Linked DNA regions of Anser cygnoides: region 2 is linked to region 1. Evidence: chromatin contacts called from public Hi-C data. All regions are on one chromosome and are shown on one strand. The core of a region is the stretch at or near the end of the contact, and the rest is flanking DNA. Distances in the headings are between cores, read along the strand shown. Region 1 holds the start of LOC106039669 (probable acyl-CoA dehydrogenase 6). Region 2 holds the start of PDK4 (pyruvate dehydrogenase kinase 4).

Evidence for each region. A called contact is a pair of places that touch in the nucleus more often than the background predicts.
Region 2: a Hi-C map of liver shows a contact between it and region 1, with 2.6 times the contacts expected there. The contact joins the promoter of PDK4 here to the promoter of LOC106039669 in region 1. A contact is called at or near these places in 2 of 7 Hi-C or Micro-C datasets (both in liver).

Annotation. Positions count from the first base shown.
Region 1 is chr2:25,987,788-25,993,899 of Taihu_goose_T2T_genome, forward strand. It overlaps LOC106039669 (probable acyl-CoA dehydrogenase 6), which reads left to right and starts at 3,087. Exons shown (of 11, transcript XR_010829125.1): 1 at 3,087-3,345. It overlaps LOC106039641 (guanine nucleotide-binding protein G(I)/G(S)/G(O) subunit gamma-11), which reads left to right. Exons shown (of 3, transcript XM_048054480.2): 1 at 1-17; 2 at 168-271; 3 at 2,736-2,988. The coding sequence starts at 176. The coding sequence ends at 2,861.
Region 2 is chr2:26,647,244-26,653,355 of Taihu_goose_T2T_genome, forward strand. PDK4 (pyruvate dehydrogenase kinase 4) reads right to left here and starts at 3,840. Exons shown (of 11, transcript XM_013183478.3): 1 at 3,595-3,840; 2 at 2,795-2,936; 3 at 1,732-1,803; 4 at 994-1,178; 5 at 436-525. The coding sequence starts at 3,754.

The DNA of each region.
Region 1 (6,112 bases), core at 1,837-4,336:
CAGCCCGGCGGCACCCTGTGAGTGAGCCCGGGGGCGGGCCGGGGGCGGCCGCCCCATAGCCCCGCCGCCCCATAGCCCCGCCGCCCCGCAGCCCGCCCGGGGGCTCCGGCCCCGGCCGGCCTCGCTGCCCAGCGGTAACCTTTTGTCCTCCCTCCGGGCTTCGGCAGCGTAAACCATGCCGGCCATCAACATCGAGGACCTGAGCGAGAAGGACAAACTGAAAATGGAAGTGGAGCAGCTGCGGAAAGAAGTCAAGCTGGAGAGGCAGCCGGTGAGGCAGCGGCCGCGGGGGGCCCCGGGGCCGGGGGGCGAGGAGCCCGGCACCCCCCGGGAGCGGTGCCCGGGGCAGGTCGGGCGAAGCCGGGCGGTGCGGAGCGGGAGAGCCCGGTCCTGCGAGGGGCAGGGGCGCTGGGGGCCGCTCTGCCCCCGTGTCGCCCCCAGCGACCCCCGGCCGTCGGGAGGCGGCCGCCGCCCCGACGTGCGGCTGGCACCGGGCTCGCAGGGGGAGGCTGCGAGGAGAGGGGGAGGCCCCGAGGGACCGGCACCCGCCGTTCCCGTGGCCTTGGGTGCGGCACGGCACGGCACGGCACGGCACGGCCCCCAGCAATGCGGGGGGAGCAGGAGAAGCAGAGCCCGTCCTCGCCCTGCCCGAGCGAGGGGCAGAGGGCAGAGGGGTGCCGCTGCAGAGCCGCGCTCCGTCCTGCCGTGCCCGGCGGAAAACACCGCGCTCTTCTCCGTCCTCGACGCTTCTTCCCACGGGCGAACTGGTTTTCCAGTGATCTTTGTTGTTATTGTAGTATTTCTGCACGGTTTCTATACGTGGAAGAGCAGAACTGATCTCGCTCCATGATAAAACTTTTTTCTTTTTTTTCTTATTCTGCATTCCAGCAGAAGCAAACTCATCTAAGTAAACACTTCTATTTAGGACTAATGCGCATTTATGTTAGGGGATCAGTGGAATTATTCATGCGAATTAGCTCTAGGTACTTAGCCCAGAAAACAAGAAAGCCACAATTACGTTTTAGGTGCCAGTTAGCTATGAGTGGGTGTACACGTTAGGTGTGGTACGGGTGACAGCTCCAGCAGTGCTGAGGGCCGCACATGCAAGTACTACAGACACCTAGATTATCCCTCAGAGAGTTCCCAAGCAACCGAAATATATGCTGTAGGACGTATAGATTTTGATTTTCATAACAACAATTTTAAAACCCTACCTAAATATTCCAAATAACCCAAAAGACTTTAGGGAAATAGGTATTTTCAAACCATCTGTAGTAAAGCACAGACGATGTCCTCAATTTTACCAATGCTCTATACAAAGTTTCACTGTGAGAATGCAATTTGTGTAGTAGTTGTCTCAGTCCCCTGGTAGCTCCGTTACAGGTGTTACAGGGACATGGAAGTGCAGAACCCACGCTTCGTGTTGCCAAAAGTGCAAATGTTTACCGAAATTCTTCTTGACCTCTTCCTATACCTTTACAGCTACACCATGGCATAAGGTGCCCTGACTCAAAGGAATGGGTTTGCAAGGCACAGCAGAGCAAGGCACAAGTGTAATGGGATTTGCAGGTCCACATTCTTCTCTGCCGTGAGAGAGCTAGAGGTAGTTAGGTCTTATTCCATGCATGGTTTGGTGTGGAATTAACCATGAGTTATTTCTGACAGCTTAGAGCCAGTGATACTGCAAGTAAATTCACCGTTTCTGTTGCCATCATTTTGCCTTTGCAGTAATATACAATTTACAAGGAAGGCAACAAACGGGCCTTAAATTAGAATTTAATGAATTCTAATTTAATTAAGTGCTGACTGACTGCTGTCTGCACAGGGACTGTGGGCAGAAGCAGGGCACATCTGGGAGCGTGTCCTTAGAAATGTCCCACATTCAGGCACCTGAGGACAGTTTCTGCCGCCACAGGGAAGGGAAATGGCAGGAGCGTGTGGTCAGGGATCCTCTGGAGCTGGTGGGACTCGCTTGCGTGCCCTCAGGCTCCACACCCACTGTGGCTGCACCTGATGCATGCGCTGCCTTCTGAGAACAAAAATAAACCTGTTCCTTCTTCACAGGCGGGTGTCTGTGCAGGCCTGCCCCACTGGGTGCTGCTTTGCTGTGAATGGCATGCAACGTGTCACGTGTGTTATGCCCTTTCTTAACGCGGAAGGGTATTTTATTAACCGCTGTTTCAATTAACCCCAGGTCACCTGTAAGTACATTCTTTCCTAGCTAGTTCTTGACCACCATTTAAAATGTGTGGTTGCTCCCATAGAACTGCAGGGTGGGGATTTGAGTTGCCACCGAAAAATCATTGTTGGATGTTTTGTTTGAGAAAAACATGTGAAGTTACGTATACTTGGAAAACAGATACCACCACATTGTAGAACTGAGATTTTGCTGTGCCTGAACACGTTGACTATAAGACATGCTGGGGGGAAAAGCATGTGGTCCTCAGCTTAATAAAACTATACTGGCTATTTAAAAAATGTAAGTTTAACTACGAGGCAACTGCTGTTCCAAGCAGCATACACATTTCCAGTGATGCTCATGCCTTCAGTGAGTATCAAGCCGTGAAAAAGTGGAAGGAGGCAGAGTACACACGCTTAGTGCTGGCTCTGTGGTCAGATCACCTCTGTTCAATGGGCAGGTAAATAGGGAAAGATGCGAATTCACCGTGGCGCGGCTGGGATGCGCCCCACCAGCTCTGGCCATAGCCCTGCCATGTGTTTGTTCCCCGCTCCAGGTGTCCAAGTGCTCCGAGGAGATCAAGAACTACATCGAGGAGCGGTCGGGCGAGGACCCGCTGGTGAAGGGCGTCCCGGAGGACAAGAACCCCTTCAAGGAGAAAGGAGGCTGTGTCATCGCCTGAGGCTGCCGGTCCCCAGCTCCGCCGCTCCTTGTCCTCCACGCTCAGGAGCAGATCTTCTTCTCTCTCTCTTTTTTTTTTTTTTCTTTCTTTTTCGTACAAAAAAATAAATAAATCTGAAAGCAGCCTAGCTCGCCTCGCTCCCTCCGCACGGCCGGGTCCTTTCGCTTTCGCCACCTGTTTACCGGGGGCACGCCGGTCGGCACTAAAAAAACCTGCCTGCCCCTCGACGGCCTGCCCCGGCCGGGCAGGGGAGCCTGCGGGGGGCCGAGCCGAGCCGTGCCGGGGCGGTGCAGGGCCCCCCGCAGCAGGCAGCGGCCCTCCGCGGGGCGGAGCGGGGCAGGCGGCGGCGGCCATGGCGCTGCGGGGCTGCGGGCGTTGGGCGCTCCGGGCCTCGGCCCTGCGCGGCGGCGGCTCCGGGCGGCGGCACCGCGGGCACGGCACCGACACGCCGCAGCACGGCGCCTTGCGGGCGGCCCTCAGGAAGGTACCGGGGGCGGCGAGGGGCACGGCCGGTGCCGCGGCCCCCTCCGGACGGAGCTTCCCCCCCCCCTCGCCCCGGGCCGCCGTCAGGGGCGGGCGGCGGCAGCGCGGAGGCTTCCTCGGCTGAGCGCCCGGGGGCCCGGCTGCCGCCCGCCGGAGGGACGGGGGGAAGGGAGGAGGGAAGGGAGGAGGGAAGGGAGGAGAGCGGGCAGGGCACGAAACGGCAGCCCGGGACGGGACATGGAGGCTCCGTGCCCCCACTGCTGTGTTCGGGAATGCCGAGTGCCGGGACAGAGCCCGTTTGCCACGGTGGTGTTTCTAGAGGGGTGCTAAGGGGAGTAAGAGTTAGTTTTCTTGTGAAATTAAGTCAGGGATCGAGGGGAAAGGAGGCACGTTGGGTAAGGGGAAATGGGAGTTGAATGCCAAATGCAGCTCTGGAAGTGGTGGTGGCACTGGTGAACTCTGTTTGTTCCCAACAGTGAGGACACTGACACCTGCAGAAGGCCAAAGTGTGATGAAGCACACCTGTCAAAGTTAGATAATTAGGTGCATTTATTTATTTTATTTATTTATTTGGTAGAAAGTGCTGTGTTGGGGCAGACGGGGAGGGCTTGCTGGGGGAAGTCAGATGGGATGGGATGGGATGGGATGGGACGGGACGAGCTGCATGTATGTGAGAAATCTGCCTGTGAACTATGGTGAGTGAAGTGCTGAAGTTCAGTACCTACCACAAGGAGTAAGCACCATTATCATAATAACAGCCATATGCAAGCAAGCCTGATGTGCGCTCAGAGGTGGGCATGATGAAGTGTAAGGGGTTGTCCCTGATGTGCCTGGAGATAAACTTTCAGCTCCTGCCGGGTCTTGCTCCGTAGCTTTTTAAAAACAGGGCACGCTGGATTGCCTGATGTCAGCTCCCTGTGACTTGGGAGCTGTGCTGTTATGAATTTGATGGAAGCTTTTAAAAATGACATGAAGAATCTTACACTTTCATGGATAAATTGATCATTTTTCAACTTTCTCCTCTTTCCCAGTGCACTGTGGAGAAAAAATAGTGCGGCTACTTCTGATTCATGCGATTCTTACTTCAGATTTCTCTTTCTTTTGAACTGACTTTCATACTTCCAGTGTTGAAACAGGATATTGCAAAGGCCATTTAATTCATGAAGCTTTCTATGACTAAAACTAGGCCTCTCGGCCTTGAACTTTTGCAGTTGTCTGTTCATTTTCTGTATAATACAAAGAAACCTGGTGCACAACCAGTCTGCTCCCTAACAAATTAGTTTCATTAATCTAAACTCCTGGACCTTGTTCAAAGCAGGAATAAGCTGGCAGAGGAAGGATCAGTAAAAATGTTGCAAGTGAATCCTGTCACCTGGATGCCGAGTACAGGCTTGTGTTGCAAATACCACAGCGTCAGGCTTGTGCTGAGGCTGTCTGTCTGTCTGTCTGTCAGTCAGCAGAGTCACCTGCCTTCCTGTGACCTGTGTCACTCAGCTGTACCTCTTCTTTTGCTGTGGTCTTCCTGCATGTGCAGGGAGGACAGCAAATACCGCTCATCGTTGCACTTTGCCTTATCTCAGATCCGTGGCATTCCGAAATAGAAGGAGGCCAAGGCTTTAGTGAAGGCAGTCGTCTAGATCTGGGGGGTTTGGAAGGTCCTCTTTTGTCAGGAAAGGATTAAGCTGCACATTTTGCATCTCAGGCGTTGGCAACTTGGCGGTCGGATGAAAACGGGGAGGAAAAGTGGCAGCATTGGTATCTGCTGGTGTGAGGTTTGCTGCTCTGTCATGTGCTACAAATACGTGGACTTTTTTTTTTCGCATGCTTTTATTTTATGGCTGTCCACAAGTTTCTTGGGGTGCAGCTAACGGTATGCCCTGCCCTTCTGGGTTTAGTGCAGAGAACTGCAGAGCAGGCTGAGAGGGAAGCTGATGCTGCGTCACTGCATGCGTGCCCATGATGCACGTATTGGAAAAAAACTTACAATCAGCATCGTAAAACCAGTTTCATCCTTGTCCTGTATTTTACAAAGTGGTTATATAACCCTTATTTCAGTTTTTGTCTGATCATATAGGGAAAAAAACCACCACACTAGTTTATGTCAAATCCAGTCTAATGTTGTTTACCCCAAAGCTTCTAGCAATCAGTGTTTATTTTGGCTTAAGTTAAACCTGTCCCCTGTGAATTTAAGATAAACTGAAAAGTAAACTCTTTGGGAGAGGATGACCACTCAGGATCTGTAATGCATTTTAAATTTAATGGTTATGTAATTTGGGCCACTCTTTCCACTAGACAAATCCAGATGCAACTACCAGAGAAATTAAAGAAATGAGCAGTGCAATTCCATTAGTGAGAACTGTTATTTTTTTGTCTCAATTTATTTTATTTTATTTTTTAATCTATTGAATTAATGTATTTTAAATGATCTGTACTTTTCCAATTGTTCTGAGCAGGATGAGGAAGAGACTCCTGTAATTCCAGGGAGCTGTTTTTAGCAAGGGTATTGAAATAACCTTGTGAGTGGTTTCCTTTACTACTTTATAGGTCACCACCCTTCCTCTTGGAAATTGAAAATGTAACTTTTCCTTACCTTGTTGAACAATGCTTACAGTGCACTGGTATCCTACAGTTTAGTGCAGTAATATAATATAACTGGCTTGAAGTAAAAAGGTTTAAGCTACTTTAGGTGTATGCATAACTGTGCATATATGTATATGATATGTGCATGCACATATCCATTTTTGTTTTCCTCTGGCATTAGTAGTAAG
Region 2 (6,112 bases), core at 2,590-5,089, 660 kb after region 1:
TAACCACAATAGCTGCTAACATGACACAGACTAAGCCTGTGTTTCACAGGGGATGTGAATGTTGCACCTACACTGTGTGCACTGAAATTGAGACTAAACAGGCAATTACAGCAGTATGGGGAAGTCTTCAGCACTATTTGGTGATTCTGTAAAACAGATGCATCTGGGGTATGGATTAAGAGTAAGTAATGCTGATTTCAACACCAGAGCTTTAATTCCTTCCTCATCTGTTACTTACTAGGCCTTATTCAAACATTTTTTTTACCGCTGCTTTGTATTTTAAATTCCGTCCTACAAAAACTCATGTTTTGATAGACTGCTTTCAGCTATTTCAACAAGAAACAGTCAGCGTCCTATAACACTTTCTGGTTACCCAATCTGCTTGCAAGCAGATAAATATTGATCACAGAGAAATTATGGTATCAGAACACTTACCATTCACTACTTCAACAACATCACAGCAAGGATCAATACTTCCAATGTGCCTTGGGTGCCCTGAGCTGGATTTATCATCAAAAAGAAGGGCTGTTTTGGATGAAAGCAAATATTGTATTTAATTAGAAATACTGTACTATTTGAAAATTAAGTTTATATTAATTAATTATATTATTAGCATGTAGTCACATAAGATGGTTTGCTGGCAGTAGATAGCCTTTTTAAAATCTAAAAAGGCATAGATAGCACTATGTTAGCATCTGTGTAGATCTAAAGGCTTTTCAGATGTAAAGGAGATCCCTGCATTTTCCATACAGCTTACTACAATTAGACTGTAGTCAAAAAATAAATTCTCCCATTACTTTAAGTCATACACTAACTTTTCAGCATCAGTTATCTGAGGCAGATCTCCAACAGTTCTAAGAAACATTTGCATTAAAATGTTTTTCACTAAGTTGAAGGCAGGGGGTTGGAACTAGCTGATCTTTAAGGTCCCTTCCAACCCAAACCATTCTATGATTCTGTGAAGTTTTTCCTCAGATAAGAATTTCTACTTACTGTGTTGGTTCATTAGCATCCGGGTGGAAATACGGCTCATATAAAAGCGATCCAAGAAATACTGAATGTTTTGATTGGTGACAGGGTCTACTTTAAACATATCTTTGTATTCAATTACTCCTTGTGCCATTGTAGGGACCACATCATGATGTCTGTTTCGGACTCTAATTAATGTATCTATAAAGCTAAGTAAAAAAAAAAATCGCATTAGAACATTGTTCTAAAACTACATGAAGGCAAGCTGTGTACAAAAGTCATTATCTAATCCAGTAACACAGATAAGTAAAGTAGCCTTAATGTTAAAATAATTTAAAAATAGACTGTATTTTTAAATTGACCTACATTGACCTACACCAGAAATAGGATATTTTTAATATAAACAGCGTAATCATTACTCATGTCAAATTCATCGCCTGCTTCCTCATGCATAAGAGTTTAAGAAGGAGAATGCAGGGAGTTAAGATGACCCCTAGCTGATATCTTGGAAAGAAGCAGGGACATGACATCAAGTATATTTTTTGTTGATCTTTGTCATGACAGTTCAGGAGGCACTACACCCTTAAAACCAAGCTGCCGAAGGTCATTTATGTGCAGTATTGCTCAACATATTGTTTGTGAGATGCTCAGCAATTCATATTAAGTTACCAAATTCAGTTCAGAACAGTGATCATTCTGAAGTGATCATATGAAAAGTAGAGTATATGATTGAAAGCTCAATGAAACAAATGTATAACTTACTCAGATAATACTTTCTGGTCATCTGGGCTTTTTTGATGGAACTCAACCAGCTCCATTAGACTCTGGATGTACCTATTAAAAAATAAAATCAAATGAATAGGATATTTCATTAGTCTAGGAACAGAAAAGATACTTATTGTCCAACTTATTACTCTCAACAAGTCAGCTAAGAGTCCAAAATATCTGAAGTATCAAAGTTCCATCTAAGCATGGAAACACAGTCACTTCTGCCTGAACTGTAGAAGTCATGCAAGTCTTCTCATGCCTGCCACCCAGACAAGAATTTAAAACATCACTTTAACATTGGCTCCTCTTACAGTTTTAGAGAAGAGGGGCATTCCAAAAGAAGATCCAAATAATAAGTAATAATGGAAGCCACCTGAGCAAAAGTTTTCCAAGTCTAATCAGCTTTGTCACAAGCTAAGCACTTGAGCCTCTTTGCTGATGTCTGACAGCCTTGACGCATATTGTAAAGGCACAACTGTAGTTTGCCAGATTAAGAACGTTTCTGGATCTTACTCTACTGCTTTTGCCCTTTGCGTCAGCCTTCTTTGCAAGTGCTGCAGTTGTGCCAGTAGAGCAAGGTTAAATCAGATCCAATCACTCTGTCAACCACAAAGTGAACGTTAACTGAATTCTAAGCTGCATCGGCCAAGGCAATTTGCTACAGAAGTTCTGCTAGCAATTCCATCAGTGAGAGACCCAAACAAGAATATAGCCAGCTCTTCCATTTCCATGTAACTCTGAGGGTCTGTGCATGTTATGTGAGAATAGAGCACTGTCTTCTCACTTCTTAAAAAGTGGAAAGAAGTTTGTTCTAACAGCAAGCTTTAAACTGTTAAGTTAAGAGATGTTTTAAAAACAACAACATGACCATATTGGGTTTTCAATTTAATTTTAGCATGCTACTCAAGTGTAGAACAGCTTGCAATTAAGCTTTGATGAATGAACTGCATTTCTAGTTTATTTTGTTACTGTCGTCTGTTATTCAAAATAGTCTATGACAACAAAGTTGTTGGAGCTGTGTTATTCTACGGGCCCAATTCAAGCAGTTCTTACTTACCAGCTTTTTACTAACTGCACTGATGGCGTGCTTAGCAATTTGTCGGGGAGAAGATCGATTTCCCTCAGTATGTTTGCAAACCTCACGGGAAGTTCTTGTCTCAGAAAGGCAAAAGAAGTTCTCTCGCATCCATTAGTTGAGCCTACAAAACAAATCCAACCAAATAAAATGTTTTGTGTTGGGGGAAAAAAAGAAATCACAAGTATAAATTGTTGTCTTTCTGCAGACTTGAGGACTACAATCCTTTGCAATCATCATGCTACTACTAGCCAGATCTCCTGCGTGTGGGTTTGCAGCACAGCAGGACACCGCCCATCCCCGGGAGGCATGTTTGTAGGTTTCCCGTTTTGACAGGGGGACTTCGTAATCCTCCGGGAGAGCCGCTGCAGCCCTGTAAACACGGGCTCCTTCAGGACAGCGCCGCGTGAGAGCGGGCTCGGCGGCTGCCAGCAGGGAAACGGGAGCCGGGTACAGGCTGTTCGCTCGGCCGGGACAAGCCGCACGCCTCCTCCCGGACAACGCGTGCCGCTCGGCACGAAAACATCCATCAGCCGACCTCGCTGCTGTTGTCCCCCCGCCCCCAAATCCCATTAAGGGCCCCAGAAGAGAGCCGCAGCCCAGCTCCGGCGCTGACGCGGGCCGGCATCGCCTGGCAACCGGCGCGGAGCCCTCGGAGGGCGCCTGAGGAGAGGGGTGGCGGCGCCTCCCCCCACCCCCGCCACCGCTGCCACCCGCCCGGCCACCCAGCCACCCACCCCCCCGGCCCCAGGGCGAGCTCGGAGCGGCTCCGGGGCTCTCACCGAAGTCCAGCAGCTGCTTGATGGAGAGCGGCGAGGGGGAGAAGCGGGAGAACTGCTCCACCTCCCGCGGCAGCCGGCTGGCGCTGCCTCGGCTGGCGCTGCCTCCGGCCGCCCCTGCCAGGGGGGCCGCGCTGCGCAGGGCGATGCGGGCCGCCTTCATCGCTGCGAGGGGTCGCTCGGGATCGCTGGGGATCGGTTGGGATCGCTCGGTTGGGATCGGTCGGGCTGTAGCTGCCCTGTGGCGAGCGGCTGCAGCGCCGCCCCTAAGTAGAGCCCGCGGCGGGCGGGGCTCCGGCAGGCCCGGCCCCGCTGCCCATGACGGGACATCCCCTCACGGGCGGCTCGTGACGGCCGCTGGCGGAGCTCCCTCGGCCCCTGGCACCGAGCCCCGGCCGCTGACCTTGGGTGTGTGGGGCCGGGGCACGGCCGGGGAGGCTCCGGGAGGCCCCCGAGGGGCGGCGGGCCGGGGGGTGCTGCCCTGCTGCCGGCCCTGAGGGCACGCTGGTGGAGGGGATAACCAAACGGGGAGCCACCGGGAGGTGTGCAGGCTCCTTCGGTGCTCTAAATGCAGGGGGTACTGCGGGTGTTAAAAGTCCCGGCTCTGTGTGGAGAGTACACTGAAGCACGAAGGGAGCAAAAGTAGATCCTAAGCACACAGTTTGACATGTAGGTCATCGCCATGACCTGGGTTAGCAGTGACCAAATACCTGCAGACAGCTGCTTTGGTGATGCACTGGCTGCAAATCGCCAAGTGACCCTTATTTACTCTTTCTAGAGCTGACCTAATAATTGATCGGCTGAACCACTCTCTCACTATTAGTTTATCTTCCAGGGTCACAGATGAGCTGGGAAAAGTCTCAACAACTTTCCTCTTTAGTGGAAAGAGAACCTGGAAGTCCAGCATTGCCTGGGATTTTCCCAGGCCGTTGGGTCTACGTCACCAAAGACAGAGTTTGCATAGCGTAACTTTCAGCAGAGGAGTTCCTGACATCCCGAATCTCTATCATTAACAGCAGGACCATGTAACGATAAAACAACAATACAAAATAATCTAGCTCTAATACACACATATAACTTACCAGTCCGATTGTAATATATATGTTTATAGACAGTGCTGTATGCATGTTTGTATACATATACACAAATATGTATGCTTTTTCATGGGAAGCAAGACACATTCCTAAAAAGAAATCCACATACTTTAATATGCAGTGGAAAACACTTTAGCTTATCACTGGATATGTTTTTGAAGCTTTATCTCGTTTTTGTCTTCCTAGTCATTACATCTATTATCCCTGCCTAGTGTTCTACTTCCCTAGTACTCGCTGGTTTATTATTTTATTGCTCCCCATAGGGTAATTGCTCTGTTATTTTTCCAACAGGTAGATCAGGTTTTACCACAGAGGTAGAATGTTGGCATATGAAATGTGAAATAAAGCAAAATAAAGACACCTAATGATAGCAAACATAACCTTTCTGATTTTTCTTGTGTTTGCCTGAAGTTGAAAATCTGGGAAAGGATGATGGGGTTTGCTTTTGACTGCTTTAACTTTGCTTGCCTGCAAGTTCCAGATGACTCTTGAAGTGAAAATATCCCACAAAGTTGTTTTAATTATGGAGCATGGGTATGACAGCCCTTTTTTTGCTTTAGGTTTTTCCTAAAGCTACTAATGAAGGCAAAGCAAGAATCTCAGGATTAACATTTTGCAATAAAATCTAAGTTAAGAAAATCCTCTACACTAGGTAGTTATTCTAATTTATAAGGTCACTGCTTCTGTTCCTATTGAGATACTTTATTTTAATTTACTGGCTGGTGACCCTGGTTAGTATAAGAAACTTGAATTACCTTTTGAGTAGACTTACTACGCTCTCTATTCTGAATAGAAGAACGTTTATTAGAAATAATTCTAAATATTCTCATAATAATTATTCTCAGAATAATTCTCATAGTTTTTCTGGTAGTTAAATGTCATAAGGGATGAACAAAAATCTTGCATGCTCAGTTTAGCTCGTAACAAACAGTACAACTGTAGTTGCAGGAAATATAGGAAACGTTGCCTTCCTCAATTAGTGAAAGGGCAAGGCTCCAGTAACTCAAAACTTGGAAGCTTTTCAAAACAAAACAAACTTCTACAAGAATGTTATATACCAGCAGCCCAACAACTAACAGAGCTTTATTACTCTGGAAGAAGTGTGTCTCCTTCATAATGCAAATTTGCTTCTCACTGTATATGATAGGTCATACGTTGCAGTAGCTTCTGAGCAATACAACTTTTCACTCATGTAAACAGAAATAATACATTCGGGACACAATTGCTTGAGTATTGGCCAAGAAAGCTAATTTTTATGTGTGAAGATAACACTGTATGGGGATTCATTGTCAGCCAAGCTGCATGTCAAGAAGACTAGGCTGTGAAAGTTGAACCAGTTCAAATAACTCTGCCATCTGTCCCAGCTAAAGTACTGTTTGTTCTCACTTTCTTTCCTCCCTAAACCACCATTTCCCTCTCCTCATGAA